Linked DNA regions of Ovis aries: region 2 is linked to region 1. A link is a contact called in public Hi-C data. All regions are on one chromosome and are shown on one strand. The core of a region is the stretch at or near the end of the contact, and the rest is flanking DNA. Distances in the headings are between cores, read along the strand shown.

Evidence for each region. Hi-C and Micro-C count contacts between places; a contact is called where the count stands out from the background.
Region 2: a contact with region 1 is called in a Hi-C map of liver, with 3 times the contacts expected there. The contact joins the promoter of HBP1 here to the promoter of CCDC71L in region 1. A contact is called at or near these places in 2 of 16 Hi-C or Micro-C datasets (liver and muscle).

The regions. Positions count from the first base shown.
Region 1 is chr4:49,320,421-49,324,457 of ARS-UI_Ramb_v3.0, forward strand. CCDC71L (coiled-coil domain containing 71 like) reads right to left here and starts at 1,369. Exons shown (of 1, transcript XM_027958706.3): 1 at 1-1,369. The coding sequence starts at 1,253. The coding sequence ends at 552.
Region 2 is chr4:49,783,836-49,788,238 of ARS-UI_Ramb_v3.0, forward strand. HBP1 (HMG-box transcription factor 1) reads left to right here and starts at 1,321. Exons shown (of 11, transcript XM_042248527.2): 1 at 1,321-1,505.

The DNA of each region.
Region 1 (4,037 bases), core at 119-2,618:
AGAATACCCTGAGCACAAACGGGTGCAACAACAGCACAAAACAGGTTCGATCTATCGTCCAGAAAGAGGGGTGGCAGTTGAAAAGAAAAAAATGGGGGTAAGGGGTGGGAAGGAGGCCGGGATAGGGCGGGGTAAAAAGCAAGTAGATTCTGGCTTTATTACACAAGCACGAAACCAAATTCCTTTGGAAAAAATAACGACTTCTTCGGAGGACTTCCAGACCAGTGAGGTAGAGTCCAAAGGGAGAAAACGGATCTGCCCCTTCAGTCCTGGAGACGTCTCAGTCCCGGGTACGGAAGCAAACGGCCCTCCCCCGCGGGTCCCGCGGTCTCCTCTGCTGCCCCGCACTGGGAGGGGGTGGAGGGCGCACCTGCCCCGGAGTTCCAGACGGCGGTGCCGCGGGCCCGGGAACACCATCCGGTGACTTCTTCGCCCGTAAAGTGCGTAAGGGGACGGGGTCCTGGCCGGATCTGTAAACACTCGACTGACACTTGTCCATCCCTCCGGGCGGGAGCTCCGTCCCGGTCTGGGAGGGTGACGCGGTCCGCGCGTCATGCCCGGGGCACCGGGAAGCGGCGGAGCCTCACCACGGGTTCCAGGTTCACTCGCAGGATTTGGCGCGCTCTACGCCGTGCCGCCGCCAGGCTGCGCTCGCTCCACACGTCGCCGCCGACGCGGATGGTGGGGAAGGTGGTCAGCGTCGGGGTGGCCGCCCTCCAGATCTCCTCCAGGGTGCGGCCCCCGAAGCAGGGTTCCGGGTCCGCGGGCTTGACCGGGCAGCTCTCCTCGGGGACCGGCGGCGGGGGCGGCGGCAGCTTCCTCCGGCGAGCGGCTGGCGCCCGGGCTCCGCGGCGCCTCCTCCTGGCCGCCGCGCTCGGGGCAGGCCTGCGCGTCGGGCCGCGGGCGGCGGGGCCCCCCGGGGGCTCGGGGACGAGTGCCCGGCAAGAGGAGTAGCCGTAGACGTCCTTGCTGCGCAGGATGTGCGGGGAGAACTGGTGCTTGAGGCTGCAGAGGAAGCTCCAGAGCTCCGCGTCCGAGCTCATGAACTCCGTGCTGCGGGGCATGAACAGCTTGAAGGCGTCGCCCAGTGCCTTGGTGCTGTCGGCCAGCGACAGTTGCGACCGCGAGTACACCACCTTCTCCTCCCGCGCCTCCAGACCGGCCCCTCCTCCCAGCCTAAAGCCGCCGCCCCGGGCGGCCGCGGCCGGGGCCGCCGGGGGCCGGCGCCGCCGCCTCTTCACGCTGCGCCGCATCGAAGGCCGCTCGGGGCCGCCCGCGCTCGCCGGGTCCCGCCGCCGCCGTCCCCGCCGGTGTTTGGCTCCGCGGCGCCGGCCGCTGCTGGCACCTCCCGCCCGGCGCGTCTCTCGCTACTTTTCTCGCCTCCGCCGCCGCTGCCCCTCCCCCTCCGAGGGCGGAGGACGCGGGTGAAGATCCTGCCGCCCGGTACAAGATGGCGGCCGGCGCCCACCCCTGGGCTTTGTCATTGGACGGCGCCTCGCCCCCCTGGTTTCTCTTTCTTCTCCTCTCTTGCCTCCTTTCGCCCTCTGCCTTTCTTTAAATGTGCCCGCCTTTGGCCCCTCCTACTGCAGCCCCGACTCCACCCATTGGGTGCTCTCAGAAGAGGGCGGGGACTGATGGGGGAGAGGCCAGTTCCTGGAAGATGGTGCTGGGGTGGGTGATGGTGGCTCTTGGACACGAGTCAACAGTTGGGTAGGTACATGTGGAAGGTGCCTTGTCTAGAGTGGACATCAGCTCCACTTTGGGGGGAGTCACTCTACTCTCGGAATGAGTGGATGTGCATTTATGGATTGAGCTGGGAGGTCTACCAGTCTGAATAACAAAGGGAGACCTACCCAAAGGTGTAGTTTGTATCACAGAAGGGGAAATTGGGTGTAAGTCTAGAGGGAATGGGCCTTCCACAATTCTCTTCTGAACCTTCAGAGGCCTCTTTTGCATCTTCATCCAACTCTTACCCACTTTGACCCCAATCCATGTCAAGCAACGCTAGTAATCCAGAATCTTTCAGATAATACGGACTCTGTCAGTGGCATAGTCTCCTTCTAGACAATGGAACCATCTTCCCATGTAAAAGATGCTCTGCTTATCAGGAAAGTAAAGCCTATAATACCCATAGAACTTTGCTCAAGTTGATCAAAGATCAATTACAACAAAGCCATTGTCCTTACAGAAAATATCATTTTTAAATATACAGTTGGTTTTAAATGAGTGCACTTCACGTTTCATTTAGTTTTAGTATGTTCCTTTGCAGTACCATCTCTAGCGCAGAGAAAGGATGCAGTTTCACAATCAAAAGGTTTCTATTGAAAAGAACAGGTTGTTAAGACCCCATCACCTTTTGTATTGAGAGGAGGGGATTGAATGTTTATAGAGTAATGCACAGTCTTCTGTCATCTTTTCCATCCTCAATACTTAGTTCAGCACCTGTCAGACAGTGGGCACTCTATTTGTGCTGAGGGAACCAATGAAAAACATACTGATGTGCGAAACATGTATTCAAATTGCTAAGAACAAGACAATCGCACATTTTACATTTCAGGTTTTTTCTTAACTCCATTAAAGTTTTAAGGTTTAAAAAAAAAAAAAAACACTCCTAAGAGTTAGAACTGTGAGGTAGACATGCAAATTTTACCCCTGAGTGAGCACTTTATTTTGCAGTAGAAAACTGATAGAGCAGAGTTTTGTGATTCACACACAGCTGCTATTGGTTCCCTCGAATATTTGAGCTAAAAGACACCTAGTTCAATCTCCTTATTTCATGGATGAGGAAATTTGGATCCACAGAGGTTAGGTAATAAGGCTTCTTGATTGTAGGAATAGGACTATAGTTTAGGTCTTTGGATTCCTAATCTTAGTGATCTTTATTTTTCAATAGAGATTTTACAAATTGTACTGCTCAGACTCAAAGAGATTCAATAGAAAATGCTTTATGTAAGAGTGGAGTGACCAAGGAACAGGCTGTTCACCTGATTCCACTTCCGGCTCCTCCCAGAATTGAGCAGTTTTTAACCTGTCCAGTATACTGGACTTATAGATTATATTTTCTTAGAACCAGATTTTGTTTAATTTCAATAAAAAATAAAAATATTTTGAAAGTTGCTTCTCTGTAGCACAGCATCTTGTCCATGCACTGGGTTTATGCAAAAACCAAGCTTCCTACCAGAGGACCAGTTCTCAACCTACCTAAATCATGGTCACTTTCTGAAGAGAAAATCAGTTTCCTAGAAAAGCATATCGTGATCTCAGAACAAGATTATGGAGCCAATTATCGGCTTCCTAAGTCCTTATAAAGAAATGATATTACAACTCTTTACATCACAATTAGTTCTGTTGGTAATTTTGGGAACACATACTAATGTGAAATTTGTGTAACTTCCAATGGAATGCCCCTGCAAGACAGACATAGAAAATCTCATAGAGTAAGCCAGCAGAATGGTAAAGGGACTTCATAGTGAAAGAAAAATAAGGATTTATGTACTCCTAGCTTCTTGTCTTGATATTTCTTCCCTCTCATGTTAATCCTGTTTTAAGTACTTAGGGTTCTCAAGTATGGAAACGCTTAGGGTCATTTGCTACATAAATATACCAGACATTTATACAAACTTACAGAATTGATTTCGATTGAAAGGATAAATCTTATACGACTATTCTCATACTAAGGAAACATAGGTCTCAACAAATTGTAGAGCATTCAAAAGTTCATTTTATAATACATACTTATTTAATTTACTTAAACCAAACAATACCTTTATGAAATATTTTTAGGAATTAACATCATGTCAAATGCTTAAATTATTGTATAATTTTAAATTTTGCATTGTTTGATTTCTGTTTCTTATTTTTACATTTCTTCCTGCCTCCACCTTTTGATTAGCTTAAATAGTCCTACAAATGGTACTTATCTATTCTCCAGAAGTGAGTAAAATTTACACATAATTTCTTTTAGTTCCTGAGACTCTCCTAAGACACTACAAAGTTTTTGGAAAGTTACAATTAAATTTATTTAATTTTATTGAAAA
Region 2 (4,403 bases), core at 71-2,570, 460 kb after region 1:
GATATAAAACCTAAAGCATAGCTTAAATGACTAAACACTAAAAGTTCAAAGGGAAAAAAGCTTAATAATGCCTTTGTAATGGGAATGAAGGTAACTATAATGCCAGAGAAGCCATTCTCCTCTCTTTGAGTCAGAGAATTAGTAACTTGAGGAGGAACTCCTAGTGGAAACAAAGTAGGAAGACATTCTTTCATCAATGGGAAGACCTCTGGAGAGGAAAAGTGGTTAAACTGAAACTCACCAGGAAACCCTGATAACGATTCACAAATTACATCAGTTTAAGTCACACATTATACCCCTCCGTATTACCTTAAACAACGAGTAAGCTGGTCAAATATAGAAAACATCAATTTGCCTTTCCTCAATTCCTAAGTCAACAGTAATGACCCTACCTCCCGCTTCACAGTTTTGTAAATTGTCCAGACCTCCGAGCTTCTCTCTCATTGTTCATCCCCAAGCCTCTCGGTGCCTGGCACGCAGCCGGCATTCAAAAAATCTCGGGTGAACTGAACAGAGTCCGCAGAGAAACCTCAAGCTGCTGTCCAGGGAGGGGCGAAGCCAGGCTCAGGATAAAGGAATGCTAAGTCTTCCCACTGGACCCAAGCGCCACCTTTATTATCCCCATCATGCCTGGGGCCGTGATTTCTGGGTGACTGGGTCCCCTTCGAGGCAGCACTGCTTCCGCTTGTGCAGTCATCTCCTTCCCCTCGCACTAAAACAATACCCTGGCCTCTTGCCAAATTCTGAGCTGCGAGCGACTCTGGTGGTTTATGGCCCGGAATGGGTGCTGTGAGAGGCTTGAGGCTGCTCTGAGTGCTAGCACAGGCCCAGAGGAAGAGAAGAAGCCAAAGCTTTAAAACACTCCCTTCCTCCGCCCCCTCCTTTTTGTCCCAGACACCAAAACAAACGAGCTGATACACGTGTCCCTATGACTCTTGTTTACTATCAAGACTGCACCGTGCACGCACTTCTGGGAAATGTAGTCCAACCCGTTACTCCGACGTGCAGTCTCGGAGAGAAACACAGCCAGACCCAGACTACGAACCCACAACCCATTTCGGGGGCAACGTTTGGCTGGAGTCCCGGGAGTCTCGGCAGCAATCCAATCCGAAGCCCTCACCCTGGTGATTGACACTCCGTCTTCTCCAATAAAGACAACGCAAAAGTCAACACAAGCCCGCCCACCGAGACGGACCACGGTACCAACCAATAGGAAGGAGAAACGATCGAATGGCAGTGCGGCGGACCAATAAGAAGGCGAAGGAGCTGGGCGGAGGCTCAACCCCCCTGGGGTTTGAGGGGAGGGGGAAGACGAAGCTTGAAAGACTTGGTAATGGCGACGGGTTTGGTAAGTAGGAAAGTTTCGGTGGAGGACTAAGAGCGGCGGCGGGAGCAGTAATGCGCCCGGGGGAGGCCGGCGTCAGTTGTAGAGAGGATACGCGAGTTGCTGGTGGTGTTGTCGCGGCCGGGGCGGCCCGCGCCGGGGCTGCTTATACTCCGCGGCGGTTTGTTGTCTTTCTGTTCGGGAAGGGGTGGGGGTGGGGAAGGGAGGGGCAGGATCCCGAGGGTATCTGGCGGCCGGGTGAACTCGGGTCGGCTGTCCTCTTCCTGACGGCGGGGGCAGTTAACCGTCCGATACCGGCCTGCGGCGAACCCACCGGACTGGCGCTTCCCGCGAGCTCACCTGGGCTTCGCGTCGGCACGGTCCGTGGGGGTCTTGGGGCGAGGGCTGGGAGGCGTCTGCGAGGACGGCGCTCTGGGCCGGGTGGCGCGGTGGGTGGCCGGGCCGGGTGAGGAGATGGGGCGGGCCTGGGCGGGGGAAAGGGGGCCGACGCGACTCTGGGGCTGCCCAGGAAAGTTTGACTTCAACTCCCCGCGAGTGGGCGGAGGGTCGGAGGTTGGCCCGGGGTGGGCGGCCGGCCGCGGGTGGAGGACTCCTGTGAGGCGCCGCCTCTTCGGGGGCCGAGAGGGGCTCGGGCCGAACTGGGAAGCTCGCGGAGCCCTTGGGCCCCGGGGCTCATTGTTACGCAGTTCGAATGAATGGACTCCTTGGCGCCTGCGCGGTGGAGTTGAGCCGAGGGGAAAAACAAGCCTGGAGTCCAGGCTGCGGTCACATGATGGGGGGAGGGGAGGGGAACGCGATGAATGGCGAAAGAGGGTGGGGGATGGACTTGGCGTGAACCGGGAGGCACTGCCTCTGTGTGACCGAGATCGAGGCTTGGCAGGCGATTTCAGTCTCCGCCTTCCAACCTATGCTGCTGCCCCAGGCGGATTAAAACAAAAAAGACGACTAGCGAAATCGACTGCCGGGGCCGGGTTTTTGTAGCTCCTTCAAACGCTGCATGCTGTCTAGGGGAGTTCGCTTGCCGCCGTGCATTCTTTTGAACACATCACCTAGAGTTAATTCTTTAGGAGTTTTCAGCAAGAATCTTTTGTAAAGGAAGCTCTGACTGCAGGGAAACACTCAAGAGTCTTTAATTCTGGGAGCCAGTGATGCTAAGGGAGGAGGTTAAAAGTCAGTTGTGTGTATACCAGGAAGTGTTGGAGTCCTACCAACAATTCCGACTGAGTGCTATAGATTTATTTCCCTCTAACTAGCAGTAACAGGTGATTCCTAACAATGATTTAGTGAAATTAAAGTTACGTTTGGAGAACTAGAATAGTTGTAACATTTGTAAATGTTTTTCTATTAACTACTGATAATAAATTTATAATGTACTGCTAGTTCTTTCAGTCTCTGCTTTTTGTTGTTACTGTTTCTGCTGTTTTCCGATTTAACTTGCTGAGTACTAGGGTCAACTGTTGAGTTTCCACGATTGAAGTCCTCAGTTCTTGCTGAGTAGGTAATAGTTGACAAAGTTTTAAGGAGATTTTAATTATAGTCAAAAGAATTCAATACACCCAGTACATTTTGGAGCTGTTTTATACTTTTGAGGAAACCAAAACAAAATATTTAAATTCTAAATTGACAGTACATTATAGGGTGAAATTTTTATTTCACTTCCTGGTTTCCATTTTACTTAGTTTTGTAAGCCCAGTTACTTATAAAAAATTTAAAGATTTTATTTATTTGGCTCCCCGGCCACGCCTACCAAGGATCAGACCCTTGCCCCCTTCAGAGGAAGTACGGAGCCCGAACCACTGGTCCCCCAGTTACCTTTTTCAGCTTAGAAAAATCTTCCCCTTAGTTCAAAGTAACCTTCTCCCGGGATTTCCCACATTTTTCCATGTTTCACAATGCCTGCTTCTCAGACTTCAAAAATGGTACTATCACTTTAAGAGTTGTTTCCGCCACTGTATTTTAATTTTTTCCGGACCGTTTCCTCACTACCTAAGTGCTCAGTGCAAATAACCTGGGCTTTATGGGGGAGAAGCCAGCTCGTCTCCTTATTTCTGTTTGAAATGAAAATATTAGTACTTCTTTTTTCTGCCATTCACTAAGTTAGTACCATGTTAATGAAACGATGCCAGGTATTTTACATGTATTATCTTTTAATTATGAAAGTGAATATTTACCTGGAATGAGAAATCACACCAGATATTTTTAAGTTGACAAATACTTTGTATATTAAAAAATTCAGGAAAAATAATATTCTCTTAATGATATTTTATATTCTTGTTTGTGCCTAGCTCATCAACAGTAATCGTATACCTTTCATATTTCGACCTGCATTTACTTTGGTATTTCATATCATATTAACTGTCATTTTCTGTAAATTAGAAAAAATAATTTTCTTCTCTAAAGTTACTGGTAGTTTAGAAAAACTTCTCACAGGTTGTTACACATGATGTAAAGATTCAAGTTTTTTTGTGCAGTGACTTATCTTGTGTACTGTTTATATTGACAGTACCTTTGTATAGATGTATTTAGCACTGGGCAGCAGTGACTGAGGAGAAGGCAGTAGCAACCCACTCCAGTGTTCTTGCCTGGAGAATCCCAGGGAGGAGGGAGCCTGGTGGGCTGCTGTCTGTGGAGTCGCACAGAGTCGGACACGACTGAAACGACTTAGCAGCAGCGACTGATGAGTTAAGGGAATGCTTTGGAACCATTAGGAGGGTGTGTCATGTAGTGTCTTTAATACTTCCGGTGATTATGATACAGGTAGACACAGGTAGACAGGTAGACTGGTCCCATTTTACGAAAAAGAAAACTGAGGCATAGAAGTTAAATTGTTAATAGTCATATAGCTTTTCTAATCTACTACCAATAGCTGTAAAAAATTCGATCAACTAAATTAGAGAAGAAAATTATTTTTTCTACTTTATATATAGAAATGACACTGTAAGTGGTACTCTACAGTAACATTTTATGGAAAGAATACCACCCACTATTGGGATGTGGATTTTTTTCCTTGTTAACATTATGGGAAACTAGAGTTGTAGAAATCTCTCTGAACTCTTTG